Linked DNA regions of Aedes albopictus: region 2 is linked to region 1. The links are chromatin contacts, called in public Hi-C maps. All regions are on one chromosome and are shown on one strand. The core of a region is the stretch at or near the end of the contact, and the rest is flanking DNA. Distances in the headings are between cores, read along the strand shown.

Region 1 (5,015 bases), core at 1,336-3,835:
AGTGCTCGGGAAACACTTATTAAGTGAAACTGACTTCAGAAACCTGAATCTTCAGGACGTTCTGTTGTTCTTGACCCGCTGTGGTAAAGAGCTATAGGCTCTCTTTACGCTTTATGCATTCTCACAGTGCCCTTCTCAGGGCGCTGTTCGAACCCATTGTGGCACGCTTATGCGTTATTACAGTGTCCTTTTCAGGACGCTATGTGAACCCATTGTGGTACGCTTTTGCGAGTATGACGATCCTATTCCCTTACCTGTCCTTTCCCATGTCCTATCCTTTTTCCTTCCCTTCTCCGTCAGGTAAATGATGAATAGGCTCGTGTTCATGGCGATGGCACAAATTTCCCAAATGGAGGAGAACGTGCCTCTAGAGCCGACCTACTGATACCTGATACCATTTGAACCGTCATTTCTTCGCAACTGCTTACTGCGATCAATAAAAACCGGTTTCTTGAGCGATTCATGCAAGGAATTTCCCATGCATCAAGATAGGCTGAATTACTTCTGATCTGCAAACAGCCCTATAATGATAAACTAATTGAAATAAATAAATTTTCATGAACAAAAAAAGTTTTTGTTTTTTTTTACAGAACATCAATAAAATTAGAAAAAAGAAAAATAAACAAAATTCAGGCTAGTAGAAATCTGCTAGACAGCTACTCGATTTCTAATACCCATGTCGAGTACTATTATTATATTTTATTAAAGACACTTTACCAAAAAAAAGTTGGCATTCGTGTCCAATGTCTAGTACATATCTATATGATATATATGATATTAATTGTTTTCGCCCGATTTGAAGTAGACACAACAAATGTTGCACTGGAAGGAGATTTCTAGAAGACTGGTATTCGATATCTGCTTAAATATCTACTAGATATTTTGGTTTGTCTACCTACTAGATTTCTAGTTGAAATTTTTGAGCGGGTATCTATAATTTTGAAAACATTTTAATGGTGGTCATTGATTGATGCACCAAGCGGTAAGAAGAGAGTTTTGATGGTTTTGACATCCAAGCGGTGTGCCGTTTACATCCATCGACCAATCAGCGACGAGGATCTAATCGACGACACACCGCTTGGATGTCAAAACTTCTTCTTTTCGCTTGGTGCATCAATCAATTACCGCAAGCCGTCTTTCAGTGTACACGAAATGGGTACACTGAAAAAACTGGCATGGTAACGCCGACCAAATCGAGGTTGAAATTAAAACATTTTTACCACTTGATTTTGGTAGACCATAATTTATTTTTGAAACTACCATGTGCTGGGTTCAATTTACCATGTTGCTTTTTATTTATATTTTATGGTAGCTTTGAACCTCTCTACATAGTTCATTTTACTATGTGCGAGAGAATCGGTATAGTACGGTTAACTATGGCATTTTGGTTCTACTTACAATGTATGTGGTGGAATAGTAGTGTCGTCTTTGTTGTTTACATTCAAAAAAGTGCAAAAAAAAAACAATTAAATGTATTGCTGTCTATTTAGATAAATAAATTAACACAATTGTTTCTTGATTAAATAAATAAATATCCTAAACTTGTGCGATTCCATCCTGGCGGCTTGATTTGGTGAAAGATGGTTCGGTTGAATGTTCTGGGGAATGTCCATTTGCATTAAAACGACGTCGTTTGGGAATTTTAGCTGCTGATGGAGGAATTGGTCAGCTTCATGCTTGGTTCAGGGGTTCGGGTGGCGCGAACTGATGAACCTGCGTAGAAGGAACTCAAGTAGAAGTGAACATTACGCCGAAGTCCATCCGCGGTGCATTTGGAACAATTGAACATACATACAAAGGGGGTTCCGGAGGTGGATCCTATGGAATCGAGCTGTTTTATGAAACCTGTTGATGATTGAAAATGTAGTGAGGGATGTAGCAGAATTTCCAGAAAAACAACTTGACTAACTTTCCGTCCCCCTCTTCTGCACGTTCTCATCCTTCTTCTCCTTGGAACCAAGCCAGAGCATCTCTTTGATGTCCGTCTCGGAAAGGCAAAGGTGGCGAAGAAGCCTAAGGATTGTCTTTCGGAATTCCTGAAGGCTTTGAATCCGGTAACCTACTAGGTCGAGTTACTGCGGTTCCTGGCAGATATAGATTGACTTTGTTATTGAACGCTAAGAACATGAATCGATGAAAATACTCACCAGTAATTTACCAAACAAGCTACGTCTGCATTACAAACTACGTCGCAAACAATTTATTGAACAAAAATGTCTGCGGAAATCGTTAAGAATTAGAAAAACTTTCGGAGACGGTAAAACTAAACATGAGAATATTACTAGAAAACATGACCATGGTTCTGAGAATCACGAACATCATTATAAGGATAACCACGTTTGATGGTATTGATTACTATGCGCATGATTTTCAAGGCATGGTAATTGCAAGTAAAACATAGTAATCATCACTGAAAATATGTTCATCATAACTATTTTTAGGCATGGTAATATTGAACATGGTTGAATTATTAATTTTACTATAATTTTTTTCTCAGTGTACTTTTCACCCATTAATGAGTATTTCCGATCAAGCGTGTTTTGCCGGTGAGGAGTAGTTTCTGTGTGCCATGGGATGTATTAAAAATAATGTGTAGTTTTCCGGGTTGCCTGTCTGTTTGCCTAATGTCAAAACAATTTTGTTTACATCCTTCGTTGTGCGTGCTGTGCAGTTCGATTAAGATAAAAAAGTATTTTTTCACGATTTCCTAAATCATGGATATAGGAGAGCTTCTTTCATTTAAAGTAATTAGAAAATACTGAGTGCTATAGTTGAAAACCTATCATGAAAATCCCTCTATACTTTCAGCCAGAGCAAACACCGAAGCGACCGTCCGATTTTGATGAAGATGACGACGAAGATTCATCGGATCCTAGACCGGTCGCCAGAGCAGAACCGCCACCAAAAGTGAGACGAGATGGCGCAGCATCAAATGTACGGGCAGCAAATCCGCAAGTGGCCCAAAAAGAACCCCAAATCAGTGAGCAAGAACGGCTTGACATTCTCAAGTACGTTGAATCGGAGGAAGCCGAAGGGGAAGTATTGGACGAGGCCAGCCTGAAAAAGATTCTGCTGCTGTTCGAAAAACGAGTGCTGAAAAATCAAGAGATGCGAATTAAGTTTCCCGAAAACCCGGAAAAATTTATGGAAAGTGAAATCGAGTTGAATGATGTGCTGCAAGAGCTTCATTCGGTGGCCACGGTTCCGGACTTGTATCCACTGCTAGTCGAATTGAATGGCGTTTCTAGCTTATTGGAACTGTTATCACACCAGAACACAGACATAAGTGTCGCAGTTGTTGATTTGATCCAAGAATTAACGGATGTCGATATTTTACACGAAAGTCTGGATGGTGCCGAAACCCTTATCGAGGCATTGAGGAATCAGCAGGCTGCCGGTCTACTGGTTCAAAACTTGGAAAGATTGGATGAGACAGTTAAAGAGGAAGCAGATGGTGTGCATAACACGTTGGCCATTTTTGAGAATTTGATGGAGATCAAATCTGAAATCGCCAAGGAAATAGCCGAACAGGGTTTGATGCAGTGGATCTTGAAACGGCTGCGAATGAAGATGCCGTTCGATGCCAACAAGCTCTATTGCAGCGAAATCTTATCTATTCTACTACAGGATACCAACGAAAACAGAATTCTGCTGGGCAATTTGGATGGAATTGATGTTCTTCTACAGCAATTGGCAGTAAGTATGAGTATAAAAATGAATCAGTTGATGACTTTTTTTGATCGCTTTCGCTTTATCTTATTTTAAGATACGTAGCTCCGTAACATTAAACAATAATAGCAAAACCGTTTTTTTAGGCCTACAAAAGACATGATCCGTCTTCTACTGAAGAACAAGAGTTCATGGAAAATCTGTTCAACAGTCTATGCTCCGCCCTGATGGCATCCGAAAACCGTGACAAATTTCTTAAAGGCGAAGGACTTCAATTGATGAACCTGATGCTGCGTGAAAAGAAGCTCTCGCGTAACGGATCGCTCAAAGTGCTTGATCATGCCATGTCCGGACCAGATGGTCGCGACAATTGCAACAAGTTCGTAGACATCCTTGGCTTGCGAACTATTTTCCCACTCTTCATGAAGACGCCAAAACGCAATAAGAAACGACTTTTGAGCACTGACGAACACGAAGAACACGTGGTGTCTATTGTAGCATCAATGTTACGCAATTGCAAAGGCGGACAAAGACAGCGGATGCTGACAAAATTCACCGAAAACAATTTCGAAAAGGTTGAAAGGCTGATGGAACTTCATTTCAAGTACCTGGATAAGGTCGAAATTGTGGACCGCGAGATTGATCAACAAGTTGTAAGTATACTTTTGATATTTTACTTGGACCGACAGAAGAAAAAAAATATACACTCCATAGTGATAGCATGTGTATATAATCAAAAACTATTATCAAACTATCGTATGTTCTTACTTAAACTTATCATTTTTATGTAGCAATCTGTGTCTGTTATGGTTATTTATTGAGATGCAATCTTACAAAATTCAAAAAGATATTACTACAGTCGAGTCTCTTATTAGGCACTGTCAATATCCCAGCTGTCTTGCAACCGATCAAACTGATCTTTTGACTATCTTTAGAGCAGTGCTTCCCAAACTGTGCGCCGTGAACATTTCTCAGGTGCGCCGCAGGCTTTTGAGCCAAAACAAAAAGAACAATCTTTTACTATTCAAAACACGAAACATCTTTTATCCTATTTTTGTTTTGTAATAATTGGTCACCTGACACTCATGCCTTTTTATGAAGACTTCTAAAAAAATCACTCAAAGGGGCTTTTCCTCGGTCAAAATTTGTTATAAAAATTATTTCAAAATCTAGGGATGTTTCACGAATGTAATTTCTGATATCCTCATGAAACTTCGAAATTTTCATCAAATTTTAATATTTCAGAGGTTCTGCATATTTTCGTCTAGATTCTGATTTTTTTTTGGTCTTTTGATGATTTGATGATAGCTTAGTTTTCGATCAAGCGGAACTGAGGTCCAGCTTGC
Region 2 (5,015 bases), core at 765-3,264, 130 kb after region 1:
TTATGAGTTTGTTATGCAACAAGAAGAGAGATGTGTTCAGAACTAAGTAGGTATTTCAAAACATTCAACCAATGGAAGCATATCGGTTTGAACCCGTTGCTTCTAAGGGAAATCGTAATAGAACTTATCCATATGTTTGCTCACTTATTGTAGCGCATAAACGATTATTTTTCATCCATATCAGTGCGATGGAAATAGAAATGTCCATCTTGTAAATTACGCCATAAGCTGATTGTACAAAAAAAAAATCTGACTACTAAGTAAGAGTAAGAGTACTAGGTCTATATGTAAGTGTTATTGTGGATTTAGCACCAAATTGGTGTCGGAAGTAACTTCATTGACTTCCGCTGGCTTTCCTATGCGTTAAACATAACGTCGGAAGTAGTGCGCTGTATAATAAATCTGATGCTCTATACAGCACACTACTTCCGACGTTATGTTTAACGCATAGGAAATGCAGCGGAAGTCAATGAAGTTACTTCCGACAGCAACTTAGTGCTAACAATAATAAAATTAAAGTAAGAATTAGCTTCTAAATTCCCCATCGTTTTATATCAAAACATATGTAGAGCGCCGAACTATTTGGTCGGGAGCCACGGCACATTTAGAGCCAGTAAATTGGCATAAAACGTATCTAGTTATAAGCGGAAAGGGCATAAAATAGGACCCTTTTCCTGCCCAAATGGTACCGCACCCAATTACGGGTAGTGTCCTAAGTAAATCACTATATACTTGGGTATATATACAACAATGATATATTAATTCACGAAAGGTACTTACAGCATCTACGATCGATTGGCAGGCGTTGATGTTGGATATCAGCTGAGGCTTTCCCTGAGAGGTGTCAGTGCCTTCCTTCAACAGAACAATTTGTGGTTGCTAAAAAGTATAGAAACGGAAATTAAAATCATTGACAACCACGAAGTTGCCGGTTTAAAAAGCACCAGCGGTGAATCATTTTTTTTTTTTTTTTTGCGTAAAATACATGAAGTTGTGGTGTAGTAGTGTAGGTGCGCCCACACCATTTCAATTTTTCCGGAATATTCTGTTTAGAAATATTGAAAAGCGAGAATTTTGGTACTCTGATTCACAATTCTGAGATATAAACACAATTTTTTTTATTATATGAAAACAATTCGTAACGCAAGGAGAAATTTATAATAGGGTATTTTAGCCAATAGTGGACCCCTTACCTATAGTGGACCCCCTTATATGTTTCCTAATTTTACTGCTTAAATCTGTTTTTACCGGTGAACTTCCACCGGGAGACAATGGATCATGTTCCTAGCCAGTAGTTACAAGTGGTGGAGCTACGCTGGAAAGCAATAATTTGATTTTTTGAACAAATTTGTAAATGTAAACAAATCTGGGGGACCACTATTGGTTAAATCCAAGGGGGTCCACTATTGTCTCCGTTTTAACATGGTAAGAGAATACGATTTATCCTATAGTGGACCCCAACAATCCTATAGTGGACCCCGGGGGGACCACTATAGGATAATTTGAGCCAGATTTGAAATGATTATTTTATGGGAAATATAGGGTGGTTTGGTAAGGTTTTTGTGTGCAATGTGCAGGAAAGACATAGAACTTGCTGTGCAAACGTTGACAGGGGCAATTTAATTGGAATATCATACTGTTTTAATGATCAGAACAATTTTCAGCTACTAAGGGGTCCACTATTGGTTAAAATACCCTACAAAATTAATTTGAAGAAACATTTGGTCACACAGCGGAACAACGGGAACGACGGACAGCATGTTTCCGTGTGAACACTATTCGCATATTTTTCACTTGCAAAATCGAACAGAATTCAAAATATTTTTGGGAAATCTTGCAATAATTAGAAAACCTACCATTTTGTGATTAGTTTCTGAGTAAATTCACTTGTTTTAAGCAATATTCTAACTGTTTAGCAGCGAATTACAGATTTTACAAAATGCTGATGCTAGAAGCACACATGAACGAAAAGACCGACGAGCGACTTTGACAGCTGGAAAATATCGACGAAAATATCGAAAATTTAAATGTCAAAACATTCACTATACACGCAAAACCAAAACTACCTATTTTGAGTGATTTACATTACCCAAAAGTGGATGTACACAAAAAATTCAAAAGACCTATTTTTTTCTGTCCATTTTACCCAAAATTGATTATATCGAACACGCTCGTTGAAAACTACTCTACACGCTCGCGTCAGAATACCCATTTTTTCATTGCTATCTCTGTCGCTCTTCAAGAGGCCCCATTTAAAAATACCCATTTTCAAGTTGGGCGGCCCAACTTGAAAATGGGTACAGTCTGGATTCGCTGGTTGGGTCACGACTGCGCCCCGATTAGCGAATCGTGTTCGTTCGTTTGGGGCAACTGACAACTGATCAAAATGCTCTAGACACACGCAAGTGACGAGAAATATGTCAAAAACACTCACGTACTTGCGCAAACGTTCTGTATACAGGAGCTGTGATGCGACGGCGGTCAGACGTCAAACTCGTTTTGAGATTTATTTTGACATTGACAGTGCTTTTTTCTTGGGTTTTGCCCCAACCAATGAACATTCAACCACAGACAAACAGACGTAACACTTGCGAAATTTCCATCGACCATGCTTTTAACGATCATTTTAAAGTTGTATAGTTGTAGCACAGAGAAACAGACGTAACACTTAGAACAAGTTTCATTAAAAAAACATCGTCACGAAAACGTAATCGCCCAATGCTAAACGTACTGTGTTTGGCCGGACCGCCACTAGATGGCGGTAGTGAGCAAACGTCAAACAGAAGCAAAAACGATACTTGGCCATAATAACCAGCATAGAAAATCCGAACACGGAGCAATTATGATTTTGACTTACCCAGTACAAATACGTTCCATAATCACTAAATCACCTATCGCACCATTTACTTTGTACACTGCTTCTGTTTTTCTTCCCCCACTGCATAAAATCTGGTTGCCGATTCCATACCAGCATCAACTGTCGACTTCGCCTCCTTCATTTTGGATCATAATTTCCAGCTCAATTTTTAATTATTCACTGTTGCATTATGTTCATGGTAAATTTCGTAATGAATAATGAAACTTTCCGGCCCTCGTTCCGGCCGAAGTTCCGAACACTTTTTGGAAACTTTCCCCCACATTATTATGTTTCCAGTTCAAAACCGAATTAGCGACATTTTTTCTTTGACTTCCGCTGCTTTTGCCTTGCGTTAAACACAATGTCGGAAGTGGGGCGCTGTGCACCAGGTGTACAATACAGCGCCCCACTTCCGACATTGTGTTTTTGTGTTGGCAAAAGCAGCGGAAGTCGAAGAAAAAATGTCGCTAATTCGGTTTTGAACTGGAAGCATACCCGCATAATCACAAACTGTAAATGCAATGTTTCTGATACTGTAGATGACCATTAGCAATTGTCATTTAACCATTTCTCAAACTATTGGAGATAACAGTAAGCTAACCATTCCAGGTACAGATTTGCTAGTTTGACAAATGGTTATCCGCCAATTTACAGAATATGGAATAGGCGGTTAAGATTGGATACCATAAAAAATCGCTCGTTTTCCCGAACAAATTTTTCGCAATACAGTAAAGAATACGGTCAATATATTATCCAGTTTTTCAGACAATTCACTGCATAGAAAATGGTTAGAGAGCAGTTTTACAATAAATTTGGAAGAAAAACGAACACTGTATGTGTTATTATTGATTTATGGTTTTCCATGGTTTTTTAAGCTTTTGATATACAGGTCTTGTGCATTTGAACCGTTTAAAAATAAAAAGGCTGTTGTGCGTTCACCGAATATTTTTCTTTATTCAATTAATATTTATCATTATATGGATGGAAAAGATGGTTTACCTTACGAGGAGGTCTTACGCCTCCCATCATATCGAGTAGCGCAACCTGCATTGAAGGAGAAGCATCTCGGGCCATTCCGAGGGCTGCTGAAATTCCTCGATTCGCGGGGTTACCCATCGTATACCCGGTAGCGGCGATTAAAACTTCCTGCGGTGGGAGCAGATTTCTAATCGCAAGATCTTGTAACCTGCTGGTACGTCTGCAGCACATTTTGAGTGATGTCCTCCAGCCGACGTGTGGCATTTTCCTTCGAGGACGTAAGCTGTAACGGAGTACGAGAGTATTTCAGTAAGACGAACTTCAACAGTTTCAAAACTAACTTACCTTGTGATCCAGTTTATCGCTCCGACAAATCTTCACGCTTTCACGAAGATTCCTTCTAACTTGGAGCTGATTAGGCCAAATTTTGAAGATATTATTTTCTTTAAACTAGTCGCCTGCTGCTGCTTGATAAGAAAGAAGTGCGGTTTGTTGTCAATTATGCTATGCCGCTCACTACTACTAATGAGCGTTACAATTTGCCAAACTGTTGAGCAAATGTTGTGCACAGTGAAACATGCAGGTGTGAGTGCGTTGCTCAAATATGAAAGCTAACCATATGTTATGAGGTGAGTTTATGCGACTTTTATTCCCATATAATTTAACAGCGCATGTATACTATGCCATACTGTTACTGTTTGATATACTTGATTCAAATTAGTATTTATGGTACGAAATTTTCGGATTCATATGTTTAAACACGAACTCGCCTATTTGACATAGAGTAACATTACCAGTTAGAGGGAATTTACTGTTTGGAAGGCATGGCAAACTGTATTTTACTATGCGGGTAATACCACAAACATAACAATCATGTCTTTTATAGTACATAACTTGTAAGAATTTGGATAAGATATTCGAAATCAGCGACGCCAATTTTAGTAAGTAAGGGTATTTTCAACACAAATAAACATTGATCACTGACCTGATCAATGTTACCCCAAATCAACAAAATCAAAAATTCAAATAAAAAGCCTATTTAAACATGTTTTAAAGTTTTAAAATACTTTTTCGAGTAGCTTAACACATACTCAGAGGGCCAGTACTTGTTTTAAAAATATAAAACATACAACATTTGTTTTAACAAGAGAATTATTCAAAAAAGATCGACAATTCTGAT

What was found. Hi-C and Micro-C count contacts between places; a contact is called where the count stands out from the background.
Region 2: a Hi-C map of whole pupa shows a contact between it and region 1, with 3 times the contacts expected there. The contact joins the promoter of LOC109403729 here to the promoter of LOC109403735 in region 1. A contact is called at or near these places in 2 of 3 Hi-C or Micro-C datasets (embryo and whole pupa).

What each region holds. Positions count from the first base shown.
Region 1 is chr3:176,112,701-176,117,715 of AalbF5, forward strand. It overlaps LOC109403735 (beta-catenin-like protein 1), which reads left to right and starts at 2,586. Exons shown (of 4, transcript XM_019676604.3): 1 at 2,586-2,744; 2 at 2,809-3,696; 3 at 3,816-4,322. The coding sequence starts at 2,715. LOC134284284 (a long non-coding RNA gene) reads right to left here and starts at 2,563. Exons shown (of 2, transcript XR_009995730.1): 1 at 1,910-2,563; 2 at 1,467-1,845.
Region 2 is chr3:176,245,510-176,250,524 of AalbF5, forward strand. LOC109403729 (T-complex protein 1 subunit eta) reads right to left here and starts at 2,015. Exons shown (of 5, transcript XM_062843057.1): 1 at 1,857-2,015; 2 at 781-879. The coding sequence starts at 1,859.